Regions from separate parts of the Mus musculus genome. Here regions 1 and 3 are each linked to region 2. A link is a contact called in public HiChIP or PLAC-seq data. All regions are on one chromosome and are shown on one strand. Each heading gives the region's core, a stretch centred on a gene start, on an enhancer-like site or on the middle of the called end of the contact. The rest is flanking DNA. Distances are from core to core; before and after follow the strand shown.

Region 1 (2,700 bases), core at 199-2,698, 140 kb after region 2:
TCTCATATATGTAAAAAGCACTACAGTGCCACACAAGGTTGTACCAGGGATAAATAAGAGATGTTTCTGAAGCTTTCAGAACATGGCAATCTAACAATACAAGGCAGCCATGGGTGGTATTATTTAGAGCGTATAAACCACAGACCTGCAACCTCTAGGTTACCTCAAAGTGCCAAAGCTAAAGGATTTAGGAAGGATGAAGCAGGAGAAAGGACCTAGGTCTAAAAGGAGAAAGAAAATGTAAGAAAGAAAGAGGTTGGAAGCATCAGAACACCCATTATAGCAGGAACGAAGACATTTGAACTTGAAATAGAAACACAATATAGCTTGAGTCCATAGTTACAAGAATGGAGAAAACAATCACAAAGGCATGTGCGCGAGTGTGCACACACACACACACACACACACACACATTCACACACATTCACACATTCACACTTTCTCCCAAGTGAGGTAGAAAAGGAGCTGATTGACAATGCTTTAAGTACATGTAGCTCAATGGCTGCTGCTGGGGAAGAGCACTAAGCCTAGAGACCCAGTCAGAGCAGGTAGCTTTAGGGTTCCTTAGAAGGCAAGAGGGCTGCAGGCTATACCAGGTCTGCTGGGCAAGCCATACCAGAACAGGAGGCAGAGTGGAGGACATTTGGAAGCTCCTAGAGTCAGGGACATCAATGACCTTAGACTTTCCAGATAGCCTCCACTGTTTGCAGAGTTTCAAGTATTGTGTCCAACAAATTGAAAGCAAAAGTCTTGGATTCATTTACAGATGTTTGTTGATACCAAAACACCAAAGAGAGAGCCAGTAAGTACAGAGGTCTGCTTCAAAACCGCTTTCAAGAGCTGAACCAAACCAAATCGTATCATTGAGTCAAGAGCTAACAGAGTGGGGGAGGGGGGTTGCACAGCGCTAACCTTGCCCTTTGCCTGCTCTTTCATCTCTCCTCTGACCCAAGAGGAGGTGGGACAATGCTGGAATTTCAGCTATGCTCTGAACCTCAAGGCTGAAAGAGCACACAGACACTCCCCCATTTCTGTATGTGGGGCTTTCAAAGCTGCCCTTGGCTCCTGCGCCCTCAAGCATCCTAACACTCTAGCGTTCCTCCTCCTGGGATGCAGGAAAGACGGTCCTTCGCAAAAGCTGCCTCCGGCTGCCGGATCTCGGACTCCTTAGTCCAGTACAGCTGGACTCCTAGCTTAGCTGCCTCGCGATTTCCAGAGGAGCCTCCCAGTACAGCCCAGCCCTGGAGGGTCCCCTCTTTTGTTTGTAGGGAGAACCTACAAACTGCTGTTGTGCAACACTGGAAGCCCAGCTGCGGGGGCGCTTCCCGTCTGCCAGCCTGCGTTCCGGTCTGCTCTAGGGGGCCCCAGTTCAGCACGCGAGTCCCCAACTGTCCCCACCCGTTCCCTGCCCGAACACTCACTTCCCAGTCCCTCCGCTTTCCATGCTGTCTCCTCCACCGCCCCATAACGCCTGAGAGGCTTCTCGGCTTCCAGATGAACAGACAGAGATTGCTTTAACTCCATTGCTGTTCCCCGCGGGCAGGTCCAGGGGTCTGGTTCACTCCATCCCTGCTGAAGGCTGCGGGGAGGAAGGCAGCTCAGATCGGCAGTGTTTTAATGGGCCCGGCGTTGCTGAGGAAGCTGCTCCATCTCTTCAATCTCCAGCACCTGAAAGCTCCCAACTGGTACCCAGGATGGGGGAGGGATGCATAACACATGCGCAATGGAAGCTGGAGGGGGGAGGTTTGGGGGCTGGGTAGGGAGAAAGAGGGACAGATGATAAACTCTCTAGAACAACAAAAACAAAAACAACTAAAATAAAATCACCCCCAAATGAAACAAGAATAAGGCACCTGCCCACACTGAAACCAGTAGATAGGCTTTCTGTGGATGGATCTAGCATTGTGGGTGACTGGGGATCTGTTAGAGGGCTGGTAGGTTTCAAGCGTGATTGGTGAGCCAGAACAGTATCTGTAGATGTGATGATCCTTCTTTGTAGACAAGCCCAAGTATGGACCGCTGCTTTCAGATTCTGTTGTTTGCAGTTATGTGCATGTTTTGAATATAAAAGGGGGACAGCAGCTACGTGTGTGTGTGTGTGTGTGTGTGTGTGTGTGTGTGTGTGTGTGTGTGTGTGTATGTACACCTGTGTCAATCCTGTGCATTTGTATGGAAAGGAACAAGAGAAGCAAATATTTTGTATATAAGGCCAACAAAGCTGTTCAGAACACTGATCTTTACAAACCTGGAAAATAATTGTGACCAAACATAACAGCAATAAAAAAAAAAAAAAAAAAAAAAAACCAGTGTCAGGACTGGCAACAGAGCTCAATTGGTATAACATTCACAGCCTAAGCATGAGGGTCCAAGTCTGATCTACAGGACAGAGCAGGCATTAAAAGAGCAGATACAGCCGGGCGTGGTGGCATGCGCCTTTAATCCCAGCACTCAGGAGGCAGAGGCAGGCGGATTTCTGAGTTCGAGGCCAGCCTGGTCTACAAAGTGAGCTCCAGGACAGCCAGGGCTATACAGAGAAACCCTGTCTCGAAAAACCAAAAACAACAACAACAAAAAAAAACCCAAAAAACAAACAAACAAAAAAAGAGCAGATACAGCTCTAGTCCCAATGCTAGGAGTGAAGGCAGGAGGAACCCCAGGGCTTGCTTGCCCCAAGACACCTTATACCAACTTCTGGCTTAC
Region 2 (2,700 bases), core at 186-2,685:
TGGCCCTTGGCTGTTGCGAGAAATATTAAAAAATGAACCATCATGTTCCTGCACTTGTGCCAGCAACGCTCTCCCCAGCGGCCTCGCTGGCCATGCGCTGGCGGGCAGTGACAGACCTGTTTGTATCTCTTGGAGACTCTGACTCAGTTCCAGAATGTCTCCAGCCAGCCCACTAAGTTCCCACTGGTGAGTCTCTACCACACCAGCCCCATGCTCCAAATCCCCCATGGCCTTTGTGAGGCACCTCAGGCAAACTCAGGCTTTGCTGTACCTTTCTCTCTTGAACCCAGTTGAGCCTCTGTGTGAAGGAAAACACAACACAAACTTAGTTCAGTTCAGAAACGACAGTAAAATCCTAATCTTGTAGGCCTTATTAAATCTAAATCCTTTGGTGGCTAATCCTGACAGATCTGCCATTGAAACTGGGAGACTCTCATAGCTACATCTTGTCCTCACCCTATCCCCATCCTAAAAGACCTCTCTCTTGCTTCCTCTCTTCCTCCGTCCAACCCGTAAGTCCCTCTTACTCACCCGGTGATTAGCTCCTTTTTTCACTAGGGGATTGGTTCACAAGAATAGCACCAGGTCCATCCATAACACATGGCAGCTCTCTTTCTCCCTCCTGCGTATCCTTCTTCTATTCTATGACTGCTCTTTCTTCTCCCTCCTCCTGGCCCTCTCTCTCCAAGCCCATGAAACCTAAACCCTACCTATATCTGTTCTGCCCAGCTATTGACATCTTTATTTACCAATCACAATTAACTGGGGACCTTGTCACAGGGGCTATGGTACAGACTCCAGGTCTTGTGGCCCCTCACTTAGCATTACAATAGACAGTAAAAGATACACCCTCCACAAGTTAAGGCAACTGTTTAAAGAAAAGAGGGCTCAGAGCTTAAGCTAGAAGAGCTCAGAGAAGGTGTGACTTGTGGAGTCGGGTGTGGAAGAGCACTGTGCACGTGGGGAGCTGATGCTTGCCAGGGATGAATGGGAGGGATGAGTGTGCCATAGAGTGCCATGAGTGTGCTGTAGATTCAGAAGCTGATGTCTGGGCACATGGTGGGAGCTGGCCAGATGGCCACAATGGAAAGGACGTAAGGGGCAAAAGAACTTAGACTATTGACAGCAATATCAGTGAACCTGTGGCCCTTAGTGCTAAGATAGACAGAAAGCTGAGTAACAAAAGCCTGGCTTATAATCCCAGGACCTAAGGAGGCTGAAGCAGGAAGACTTGAAATTTAAGGCCAGCCTAAGCAACTTAACAAAACCCTATCTCCAACTTAAAAAAATTAAAAATAAAAATAAAAAGACTAGAGTTATAGCTCAGTGGTAGAAAGTTTGCCCAGCTTGCAAAGCCCTGCATTCAGTCCTCACTACTGAGGCTAGGGAGAAACAGAAGCAGGAGGAAAGGATCATGTGAGACTTGAAAGAAGATGGGGAATTGAAGACAGTAGCTCTGTCTAGGGGGCAGGAACAGATCCATCCTCTCCTTTCTTATGTAATTAAAAGGCAGGCAAGGAGTGTTAACAGAAATCCTGAGGAGTCCTGGCAGAGCCAGCATTGATATGTGAGAAATGGGAAGTTTGAGTTTCTTTTTGGCATTCTCAGTTTCATGGGCAAAAATAAGAATAGACTCAAAGTGGAAGCTGGAGGTTGCTTATTAGAGTTTTAAAGAAAAAAATCCCCAGACTGGCAGTCTGTAAATCTTGCAGTGTCTTGAAGAGAATCGAATGGAGAAAAGGGGGGTGGGGGTAAGACATGCCATTTGAGAAGCTAGCACAGAGGTCAGCCACATGGCAGGGAAGGGAGTTTTACAGAAAATGTAAGGAAGCCCAAAGTACCAGGGAACATATGCTTAGGCTCTGGCCATATCTGAAAGAAAAGACAGAAGAGAAGAAAAAGGAAAGTTAGGCCTTCCAAATCAGGATTCTGAAAGATGCGCGGGCCCAGCCAGGCTTCATGTTGGCTTGTGGGTGGGGGTTGGAAATTCTGGAAAGGAAAAGGACATTGTCTTATGATAAACCCACCTCTCAGTTAGCTAGGCCTTTGTCCTGCCCAACAGAATCAGCTGTTTTCAAAGAATATTTATTTGTTTATTTTTATTTATATGGGTATTTTGCTTGCATGTATGTCTGTGCACCACATGTATGCAGTGCCTATGAAAGCCAGAAGAGGGCATTGGATCCTCTGGGACTGGAGTTAAAAATGGTGTGATCTGCCAAGCTGGGAATTGAACCCTGGTCCTCTGGAAGAGTAGCCAGTATTCTTAACCAATGAGCCATCTCTCTAGCCCTTTTCTTACTAATAGAAGGGCTGAGCAATGAATTGCTTCTGTCTTCCATTCCATGTTTACCCCAGACACCCTATGATGTGTATGAATGAAGAATTTAGAAGTAGGTAAAGACAGAGCCTGGAATGGATCTCTCTGGAGAAGTGTCTGCAGTGGAATCAATTAGAAGTTGAGGGATTGAAAACCATGATATGTATGACAGGTCCAGGTCTCCCCAGTGTCCACTGGCCAAGATGTCAGTATGGGTGGGCTTAGGTAAATAGGAAGGTTGTAAGCCAGGACTAGGGAAGGATGTGGCTCCCTTGGTTGAGTGCTTCCTCACCATACACTAAGCGCTCAATTGCTTCATCCCTGTGCTGCATAAATTGGACGTGGTGTACCCTACTGCAGCCAGGGTCTGTGTTGATATC
Region 3 (2,783 bases), core at 277-2,776, 260 kb after region 2:
AGGCTGGCCTCCAACTCAAGGTGAGATGCTCTTAAAGCAACTAAAGAAAAGCTCCTAGAACTAATTTGTGAACCTAATAAAATTTCTAGATTTCTATCTAGCAACCAACAAATAGAAATCTAATTTAAGGCCAACAAGATAGATAGCTGAGAAGATAAAGATGCTTGCCACTAAATTGAATGGGCTGAGTTCCATCTCATGGTAAAGAGGGAACAGAACCCTGAAAGTTGTCCATCCGGTTGCACTCTTGTATGTATGCCCACGTGTACATACAAAATAAATGCAATAAATAACGTTGAATTTACAATGTCTTTTATGATAGCATCAAAAAGGATGAAACTAGTCTAGGCAGTGGTATTGCATCCCTTTAATCTCAGCACTTGGAAGGCAGAGACAGGCAGATCTCTGTGAGTTCAAGAGCCCCTGGTCTACAGGGCTAGTTCCAGAACAGTCAAGGCAACATAGAGAAACCTTACCTCAAAATACCAAACCAAATCATGAAAATGGGGCAAGGTGACTTAGCAGGTAAAGGTGCTTATTGCCTGATGATATATATCTGACAACCAGAGTTCAATTTCCCAAACTCATGAGGGTGAAAAGAAAGAATCCGCTCCATGAGTTATCCTCTGACTTCCACATTGGTGCCATGGCATGTGGGCACACACACATCTCACACGCTTATTATACACAGGCTAATAAATTTAAAATACTTAGTGAATAAATTTAATAAAAATATGTATAATATCTATGCACTGAAAAGTACAGTGTATTCCTGAAAGGTGGCGCACGCCTTTAATCCCAGCACTTGGGAGGCAAAGGCAGGCGGATTTCTGAGTTCAAGGCCAGCCTGGTCTACAGAGTGAGTTCTAGGACAGCCAGGGATACACAGAGAAACCCTGTCTCAAAAAACCAAAAAAAAAAAAAAAAAAAAAAAGGCCCAAATGTACTAGAGCATACATGTTAGAGACTTGATGTCAGTAAGTCATTTCTCCCTAAACAAGCCCTGTCATAGTCTCTGCATAATGAGTTCTAGGCCAGCCAAGACTACACTGCAATGGCTTATCTTAAAACAAAACCAAAAAAGAAAGAAAGAGGGCGTCTCTGCCAGGTCTGCACTGCTGCTTCCAACTGTCTCCTTGTGGCACGACCCTCGAGCCATGCTCTTCCCCCTGCGAGCGGCAGCGGGCTCCAAGGAGAGCGGCGGGCGCCGGGACAGAGGCGGCGCTTCCACCGCTGCCCCCCGACTGCTGTGACCCGCGTTCCACCCTGGGTCTCGGTGGACGCCCGGCCTCGCCGGCCATGTCGCCGGCCGTCCTACCGGCGCTCAAGCACCACGACTTCCTTCGGCGACCACCCGGCGGGGTGGCGGCGGCCAGGTCTCCACGGTGGCGGCCAGAGCAGAGGCTGCAGGAGCCCAGCTCCATGATGAAATTCTAGAACAACCAGACGCGGACATAGGACCGCGAGGGCTTCAAGAAGCGGGCGGCCTGCCTGTGCTTCCGCAGTGGGTAGGAGGATGAGGTGCAGTTGTTGAGTAGCAGTCCAGTGGATTGTCCCCAGAGGAGGGATGGTGCCAGAGGAGGAGCCTGGCACTGCTGCTTTGAGTGAAGTGTATGAAAAGGTTGGAGTCAAAGGAAAATTAGGCAGACTCCTAGGAATATTTGAGCAGATTCAAGACCAGAAGCACAGAACATATGTTTATGTTCTGACAGTTACTGAAATAATGGAAGACTGGGAATATAGGAAGAAAGAGAGAGTGGTTCAAAGTAAAAGATGCAATCAAGGTTCAGTCCACGCAGAGTATCTGGAAAAACTAAAGATGGGATGTTTTCGACCAATGGAAATTCCTCGGTCCCTTCCCTCCCAGATAACAATGCCTTGTTTGTGACTGCTGCACAGCCCTCTGGGGTGCCATCCAGTACACGGTAGAGGGTTGAGCCCCTCCCCCATCGTGTGGGGCTCTGCCACAGGAGAGGCTCTTTCACTTTTCTTCTAACACATCTGACTGCTGCTGGCAAACTCTGTATTTGCTATGCAGGGATTTCAAATAATTTGCATGTATTTCATCTGCTTTCAAGTCTTTTAAAATAAATAACAAAATAACAAAAATATTTTAAGATGCCAAAGACATGTGTAATTTTTTTAAAAGCCTTCATTGTACCCCATTACTTTGGTTTTCACTTTTATAACATTTTTAACATTTTCACTTTTGTCCACTTAACATTCTGTGCTTTATTTTGACAGATCAACTAGTTGTTTGGTATATTTTCTGCCCTAATTATTTTTTCTTGCAGTATCAAATAGGCACCAAATCTTTGTTGGAAATTAATGAAAAATTCTTAGTATTTAAAGAAATATATCACTCGGGAGGCAGAGGCAGGTGGATTTCTGAGTTCGAGGCCAGCCTGGTCTACAGAGTGAGTTCCAGGACAGCCAGGGCTATATAGAGAAACCCTGTCTCGAAAACAAGAAAGGAAGGAAGGAAGGAAGGAAGGAAGGAAGGAAGGAAGGAAGGAAGGAAGGAAGGAATGAATCTCCAAAACTTAAGTTTAAGAGCGTTGTATTCTCCTTTGTAAACTGCAGATTTGGCTGGTTTTGTATGGGCAGTCGCCTTTGACAAAGCACTTCAGCTTCCTATTTCCAAGAATTGTTCACAGCCAGAATTATGTCACAGTCAATGTACTATGACCGATTCCTCTCGGCCACAGTGATTTGATGTGAAAGAGTGAGCTGGGTTTTTTTAGGGAAAAGCTCAGCACAGCTCCTCCTGAAACTGTGTTTAT

Evidence for each region. HiChIP or PLAC-seq counts read pairs in DNA pulled down with a chosen protein or histone mark.
Region 1: a contact with region 2 is called in an H3K27ac HiChIP or PLAC-seq map of embryonic stem cells, with 2.7 times the contacts expected there. The contact joins the promoter of Ifitm7 here to the enhancer-like site in region 2. A contact is called at or near these places in 2 of 39 promoter capture datasets (hippocampal neurons and macrophages), 3 of 484 Hi-C or Micro-C datasets (CD8 T cells, Sertoli cells and forebrain), 5 of 115 datasets of contacts at active chromatin or transcription factors (all in embryonic stem cells) and 2 of 9 other capture datasets (adipose tissue and pancreatic islet).
Region 3: an H3K27ac HiChIP or PLAC-seq map of embryonic stem cells shows a contact between it and region 2, with 7 times the contacts expected there. The contact joins two enhancer-like sites. A contact is called at or near these places in 1 of 39 promoter capture datasets (neural stem cells), 5 of 484 Hi-C or Micro-C datasets (bone marrow-derived macrophages, cortical neurons, embryonic stem cells and 1 more) and 6 of 115 datasets of contacts at active chromatin or transcription factors (embryonic stem cells and stem cell-derived neural progenitor cells).

What each region holds. Positions count from the first base shown.
Region 1 is chr16:13,985,615-13,988,314 of GRCm38.p6, reverse strand. It overlaps Ifitm7 (interferon induced transmembrane protein 7), which reads left to right and starts at 1,448. Exons shown (of 3, transcript NM_001270718.1): 1 at 1,448-1,685. Bmerb1 (bMERB domain containing 1) reads right to left here and starts at 1,678. Exons shown (of 6, transcript NM_144518.3): 1 at 1,422-1,678. The coding sequence starts at 1,524.
Region 2 is chr16:14,122,251-14,124,950 of GRCm38.p6, reverse strand. The region is part of intron 21 of Marf1 (meiosis regulator and mRNA stability 1); the gene reads left to right. Among named protein-coding and RNA genes, the nearest start is that of Marf1, 36 kb to the left of the region's middle. Within about 2 kb of position 1,435, at least 26 of the 459 cell types and tissues checked have an H3K27ac peak or open chromatin away from gene starts, as enhancers often do. A contact at or near this core is called in adipose tissue, bone marrow-derived macrophages and embryonic stem cells, where this site is marked.
Region 3 is chr16:13,866,739-13,869,521 of GRCm38.p6, reverse strand. All of the region lies in intron 8 of Pdxdc1 (pyridoxal-dependent decarboxylase domain containing 1), which reads left to right. It also overlaps the pseudogene Gm19150. Among named protein-coding and RNA genes, the nearest start is that of Pdxdc1, 35 kb to the left of the region's middle. Within about 2 kb of position 1,526, at least 98 of the 459 cell types and tissues checked have an H3K27ac peak or open chromatin away from gene starts, as enhancers often do. A contact at or near this core is called in bone marrow-derived macrophages and embryonic stem cells, where this site is marked.